2 separate regions of the Mus musculus genome follow, and region 2 is linked to region 1. Evidence: chromatin contacts called from public HiChIP or PLAC-seq data. All regions are on one chromosome and are shown on one strand. Each heading gives the region's core, a stretch centred on a gene start, on an enhancer-like site or on the middle of the called end of the contact. The rest is flanking DNA. Distances are from core to core; before and after follow the strand shown.

Evidence for each region. HiChIP or PLAC-seq counts read pairs in DNA pulled down with a chosen protein or histone mark.
Region 2: a BATF HiChIP or PLAC-seq map of CD8 T cells shows a contact between it and region 1, with 7 read pairs. The contact joins two enhancer-like sites. A contact is called at or near these places in 1 of 115 datasets of contacts at active chromatin or transcription factors (CD8 T cells) and 1 of 9 other capture datasets (embryonic stem cells).

The regions. Positions count from the first base shown.
Region 1 is chr13:44,391,206-44,394,031 of GRCm38.p6, reverse strand. The region is part of intron 2 of Gm33958 (a long non-coding RNA gene); the gene reads left to right. Among named protein-coding and RNA genes, the nearest start is that of Gm33958, 7.5 kb to the left of the region's middle. Within about 2 kb of position 1,426, at least 5 of the 459 cell types and tissues checked have an H3K27ac peak or open chromatin away from gene starts, as enhancers often do. A contact at or near this core is called in CD8 T cells, where this site is marked.
Region 2 is chr13:44,798,766-44,801,591 of GRCm38.p6, reverse strand. All of the region lies in intron 1 of Jarid2 (jumonji, AT rich interactive domain 2), which reads right to left. Among named protein-coding and RNA genes, the nearest start is that of Jarid2, 69 kb to the right of the region's middle. Within about 2 kb of position 1,406, at least 94 of the 459 cell types and tissues checked have an H3K27ac peak or open chromatin away from gene starts, as enhancers often do. A contact at or near this core is called in CD8 T cells, where this site is marked.

The sequences.
Region 1 (2,826 bases), core at 177-2,676:
AGAATGATCTAAACTGATGGGATGTCTTACAGAGAAGGGTGGAGGGGCCGGCTTTGAAAGCTGGTTGCCTGGAAACTGGAGGCAGCCTTAGAAGCTCAAGTCCAACCTGCTCCTTTCTTCAGTTCCTTCTCTCCAGTCTCCCTCCTCTCCTTCCTCTCCCTCCTCCTGCTCATTCCCCTCTTCTCCCTCCTCCCCCCCCCCTCCTCTTCTATCAGACACTCTTCTAATGATTCCTTGCCAGGTAGGAACCTACAAGTTGGGAAAATACAAAGGTAACCAAAGCTTACAGTCCTGACTGGGGACACAATTAACTGCCAGCTGCTGACGAAACATCTCCGTCTTTGCTCTTTCAAGGCCAACGCCTTCCCTTGCTGGGCTTACACAGGGAAGCCCTAAGTGGTATTTCTTGGTGGTCTACAAGGTGATAGGTTTCTTGGTAAAAAATGACTCCTGCACACTCTAAGAAAACCACTTGCGACCTTACAGCCACCTATAGCAGCTATAGACTCAGAACTTGATGTCACTTCCCTTAGAGGCATATTGGAGACAGATGTAGTTAGATAATGGACTCTCCTGAAATACAGAGGTGGAGTGTAGGAGAGTTTTCACCCCAGAGAACTACGTTGAGTAAATATGGATGGTTGCTGAGTATATCACTAAGCTTTGAAAGATTTGTTTTATGTTGTTTTTAATAATGTGTGTGTCTGTGTGTGTGTGTGTGTGCACATGTGTGTAGGTGCCTGAGAACATCAGTGGCATAGGATCCCCTGAAGCTGAGGACACAGATGCCTTTGCTGTGAGCTGCCTGACTTAGGTGCTGGGAACCAAACTTTGGTCCATTTTAAGAGCAACAGGTGTTTATAACCATTGAGCCACCTCTCCAGCCTCTACTGAGCATATCATGGGCAGGACACAGCATGGTGCAGTCCCAAGGAGAACTACCAGTCTTTTGAGCTTCATGATGATGCTTTCTTTGCCCATTAAAAGTTAGTTTATGAACACTTCCAGAAATATGATACTTTAAAATTTTCATGATTCTTTAAATTTTAAAAAAATTATTATTTGAGGTCAAGGGACAGACGCCATGGTACAGGCAGAGGTCAGAGGGCAACTTTTCTGAGTCAGTTCTCTTTTTCCACATTTACATGTAATCCAGAGCTAGAACTCAGGTTCTCAGGGTCTGTGGAGCACTTTAACCCACTGAGCCAATTGGCTGGCCCTGAACTTAGATTCTTCAATACACCGTGTAAAAAGGGGCAGACACTGTTGAGATGTGTTTGGGTATAGTGGTGGAGATTTAGTTTTTTCTTCAGAAGAGAAGGATATGAATCTCCTGTGGCCATCTTGGTTACATGACTAATGGCCATCTTGGTTATGGTGACTAATCTATGAAATGAGGATAGGAAGTTCATGGCCGTGCTTATGTGATAAATGTGGATACAATAGGGGAAGCATTGCATGATAGATGTGAAAATGCTTAGCCCACTCTCTAGTGTTACACAGATGGCCAATTGTGTCATGGCTTCTTACTATCCCAGTGTTGGTTTGCTCTTAAACAACTTTCAATGGCCTGTCATGGACATTGGGCACTTTGAAGGTCAATTGCTAATTGTATGAAACTATACAAGTGTCTACTGTTTTTTGTTTTTGTTTTTTTTTTTTCCTTCCTGGTATACTCCTGATCATCATGGAGTCGAGATAACTTTAGCCAGTAGTTAAGGCCATGAAGGAAGCAGACTAATACAGTGCCAGCTAGATCTGTAGTAACAATTACGGAGCTGTTGACACTCCCCAGGGAAAAGAAGGGCAGGACATAAGACCTGGGATCCTAGCCAGTACTCCCACCTGCTCCCGTCAGCTCTAAAGAACGGTGGGCGACACTGGAGTGAACAGGAAGTGGAAGCTTAACTGAGAAGAACTCTATAATGGAGCTTCCATGAGGTTGCTGTGCATGGTGGGATGGGACTTTGTGGTGATGCAGCTGTTTTGGGGGTTACCCAAGCTCCGTCAGCAATTCTTCACCCGTGTTTCTGTAAGTAACCCCATAAGTGTATCAGTTCACCAAGGTGGAGATGGAGGGACCCCTTACTTTGCTCTGCCTCAATAGGCATTTGTTCATCTCCCCAGGAGAAGTAAGGCAGGAATCCCCAAGCTGGTTCCGTCTAATAATTTTCTAAAATGTTTGTAGTGTTCATCAGTCATGTCTTCAGGGTTTATTTTCTTTTCCAAGTCATAAGATTTATGCAATAGCTTTGGGTGGAATAGTACATTTAAAATGTTTTGTGTGTGTGTGTCTGTGTGTCTCTGTGTGTGTGTCTGTCTGTCTGTATGTATGTATGTCCATGCCATGGCACATGTGTGGAGGTCAGAGAGCAGCTCATGGGAGTCCATTCTCTCCTTGCAGCATGTGGGTTCTGAGAAGCAAACTCAGTTTTTCCTTATGCCAACTAGCAACTTGGTTCTCTGAAGCATCTTGCGTATCCAAAAGCACACATTCAAAAGGTTTGCTTATATTATTTTTAACTATATGAAGATGTGTGTATATGTGCACATGAGACCAAATCCCCACAGAGGCCAGAGGTTTCAGATCCTGGGCAGCTAGAGTTACAGATGGTTGTGAGCCTTCCAGCGTGGGTGCTGGGAGCAGGACTCAATTACAGTCTACCCTCTCTAGGAAGTAGTACAGATCTGAGACCTTCCTGCCCAGCAAGACCCATTTTACATCTTATGTAATGATATCTGCTTTGTCTCCCAAGACAAAGTAAACAAAACAAATTGGCTCTAAACACTTGTAAATTAGTCTGTCTGCTGACAAAAGATGCTGGT
Region 2 (2,826 bases), core at 157-2,656, 410 kb before region 1:
TAAGGTCTCAACATGTGACAAGCTATTCTCCTACTCTCTCGGTAGATCCTACAATCAACCACACTCAACTACAGGTTAACGCTTATTGATCAGTGTAGGCATCACCAGATCCCGCTCATACAATCCTACCACTTTCCTCTATTATTTATTCCTTTCCATTTACTAAAGTCTGGGGACTGAGGCTAGAGGGCTCAGAGCAAAAAGTGCTTTTCTGAGCAAGAATGAAGACCTCAGTTTAGACCTCCAGTAGCCAAAGTGAAAGGCCAGTGAAATGGTGGGTGCAGCAAGGGGAGGTCGGGGATAGGAAAGTGGAGGGGTTTAGGAGGTCAGAAGTTTAAGATGAGAAAACATTGCATACAAACGAAAAGACTAAGCAAGTAGTAATAAAATAATTGGCTTCTGGTGTGTCTGAAAACAGTTCACATAATTAATATATATATATATATATATATATATATATATATATATATCAATCTTTGAAGGAAAAAAAAGTTTAAATGAATAAAGGGGACTGGAGAGACGGCTTGGCGGTTAAAAGCACTGACTGCTATTCCAGAGGCCCTGGGTTCAATTCCCAGCAATCACATGGTGGTTCACAACCATCTGTAATGGGATAAGATGCCCTCTTCTGGTGTATCTGAAAACAGTGTACTCATAAATTTAAAAAAAAAAACAAAACAAAAACTGACAGGCATATCAATAATTTCTATTGTACAGCATAAGACCTTTTCTGGGGAAACCTGGTCAACCAAGTGTAGCAAGTGGCAGGTCCTTAAACAAAAGACCAAACTAATTACTATCTACTGCAGCAGTTCTCCACCTTCCTAATGCTGTGACCCTTTCATACAGCTACTCAGGTTGTGGTGACCAACCATAAAATCATCTTCCTTGCTATTTCATAAGTGAAATTTTGCTACTCTATGAAACATATATAATATAAGTATTTTTAGAAACAAAGGTTGTCTTTGTTGGTCATGGCACAGGTGAAACCCACTGGACTACACCATTCCCTTATGCAAATGCTGAGACTCCCTACACTCACCTTACTATGCTACTGCAAAGTAAAATTTCAAGTATATGTGAGAACAGCTTGCAAATTTTCCAGGCCAAATGTGCAGGAGCAGGAAAGACTGCATGGGGGAAAGGAACCTTCGTGTAAATAGGTCCACCCAGCAAAGGAGAAGACAGAGGCTGGAGTGGGGGAGCTGCTACTTCTCTGCACCAATGTTTCACTTTTCCACTGACAAGAAAATTATACAAAACCACCAAATTAACATTTTCCCTAACATCACAGGGACAGGAAGGAAAGCGTGGGCAGAAAACACACTTCCTCTTGAGAACAGTCTCTTTTATTTCACTCTTTAAAAGGAAAAGGGAAAAAAAGCGACCATCAGTGGGTGCGTCATGGTCGCTGCCTAAGTTCAGAGCTGACTACTTGCTACCTCATTGGGTATGACCCAATACGGTTCTCGGGCATCTCAAGACTGCTAGCTAGGCAAGCCAGACTTCTGTAATATCACTATGCCAGTATTTTTAATAGTCTTATTAGTAAAAAGGGGCTAGGAGTGATGGTGCACACCTTTAAATCCCATCACTGGACAGGAAGAGGCATGTAGATCTCCGTGACTTGAAAGACAGCCTAGGCCAAATGGTAAGTTCCTGTCTCATGGAAAGACTGCTCCGACTCAGTGAGTAAGAGCTCTGGCAAGAGCAGAGTTCTGTTTCTAGCACCATGCCAAACAGTTCAAAACCTGTAACTCCAGCTCCATGAGAATCCACAAATCCTCTTCTGTATCCTGCACGTACCTCTCTCTGACATACGCACGTGCACTTAGTTAAAAATAAAAAGAAATCTTTACATAATGACCCAGCCCTCGGGGACCAGAAGTGGGTAAGTCTGAGTTTCGGTGCATCCTGGTGTAAGTCACAGTCCAATTCCATGCCAGCTACCACTACCTGGGCTCCAAAAATAAACTTTTTAACATATCAACTTATCTTTCAAATACAGCTGTTCTTTAGCACAAATTTTGACTTTATATAAGGACTCCTTCTTTCCCACAATTGTCACCTTAAACAAATAAATGTGACAACACAAAGAGCCCATCCTAATGAATACTACTCACTATCAGCATACAGGAAAAAAGAAAAGGTAGCCAAGCATCCTACCTACATTGTGGCAGTGAACACTAGGAAACCAGAGAAAGGAAACTATACCAAAATAGCCACAGAAGAAGAGCAAGATGTCACAGGATGAAGGTGCTGTCCAAAGCCTGCTGCCCTAAGTTCCATGCCTCAGATCCTCATGATAGAGAGAAACACTATATCAAGGCACACCTTCCTCCCTACACCCACCACACAGCAAACAGGTGGATATGGCTTAATTTATTTTTAAAAAAACAACAGCAGACACTAGAAAAACAATTTCTACTAAAACAAACATGTCAGATATTAAGATTTAAACAGCACTGAGAAGTAGAAAGTGTTTGAACTGCATGCAGTGAGGTGGCAATTGCCCTGTATGACATATTAATAATCTTCATCAACAAGAAATTAAACACACCCACCCTACTGGCTCAACCAGACTACTTTTACTGATTCATTGTAACTTTCACATAGCACACCCCAATCCTGTGTATCTCCCCATTTCTCCATATGTGCCCTCTGCCTTTGCAATGTCCCCAAAAATTAAAACAAACAACAAATCGGTGTGGAAGCTGTGGTGTGTCCCAGTTTGCCCAAACAGCTTTTCTTACAAATGATCATTGTCATTGTCATTGTCTGATTTCTGCTTCATGATTAGTACACTATATCCTTACTGGGATTTCA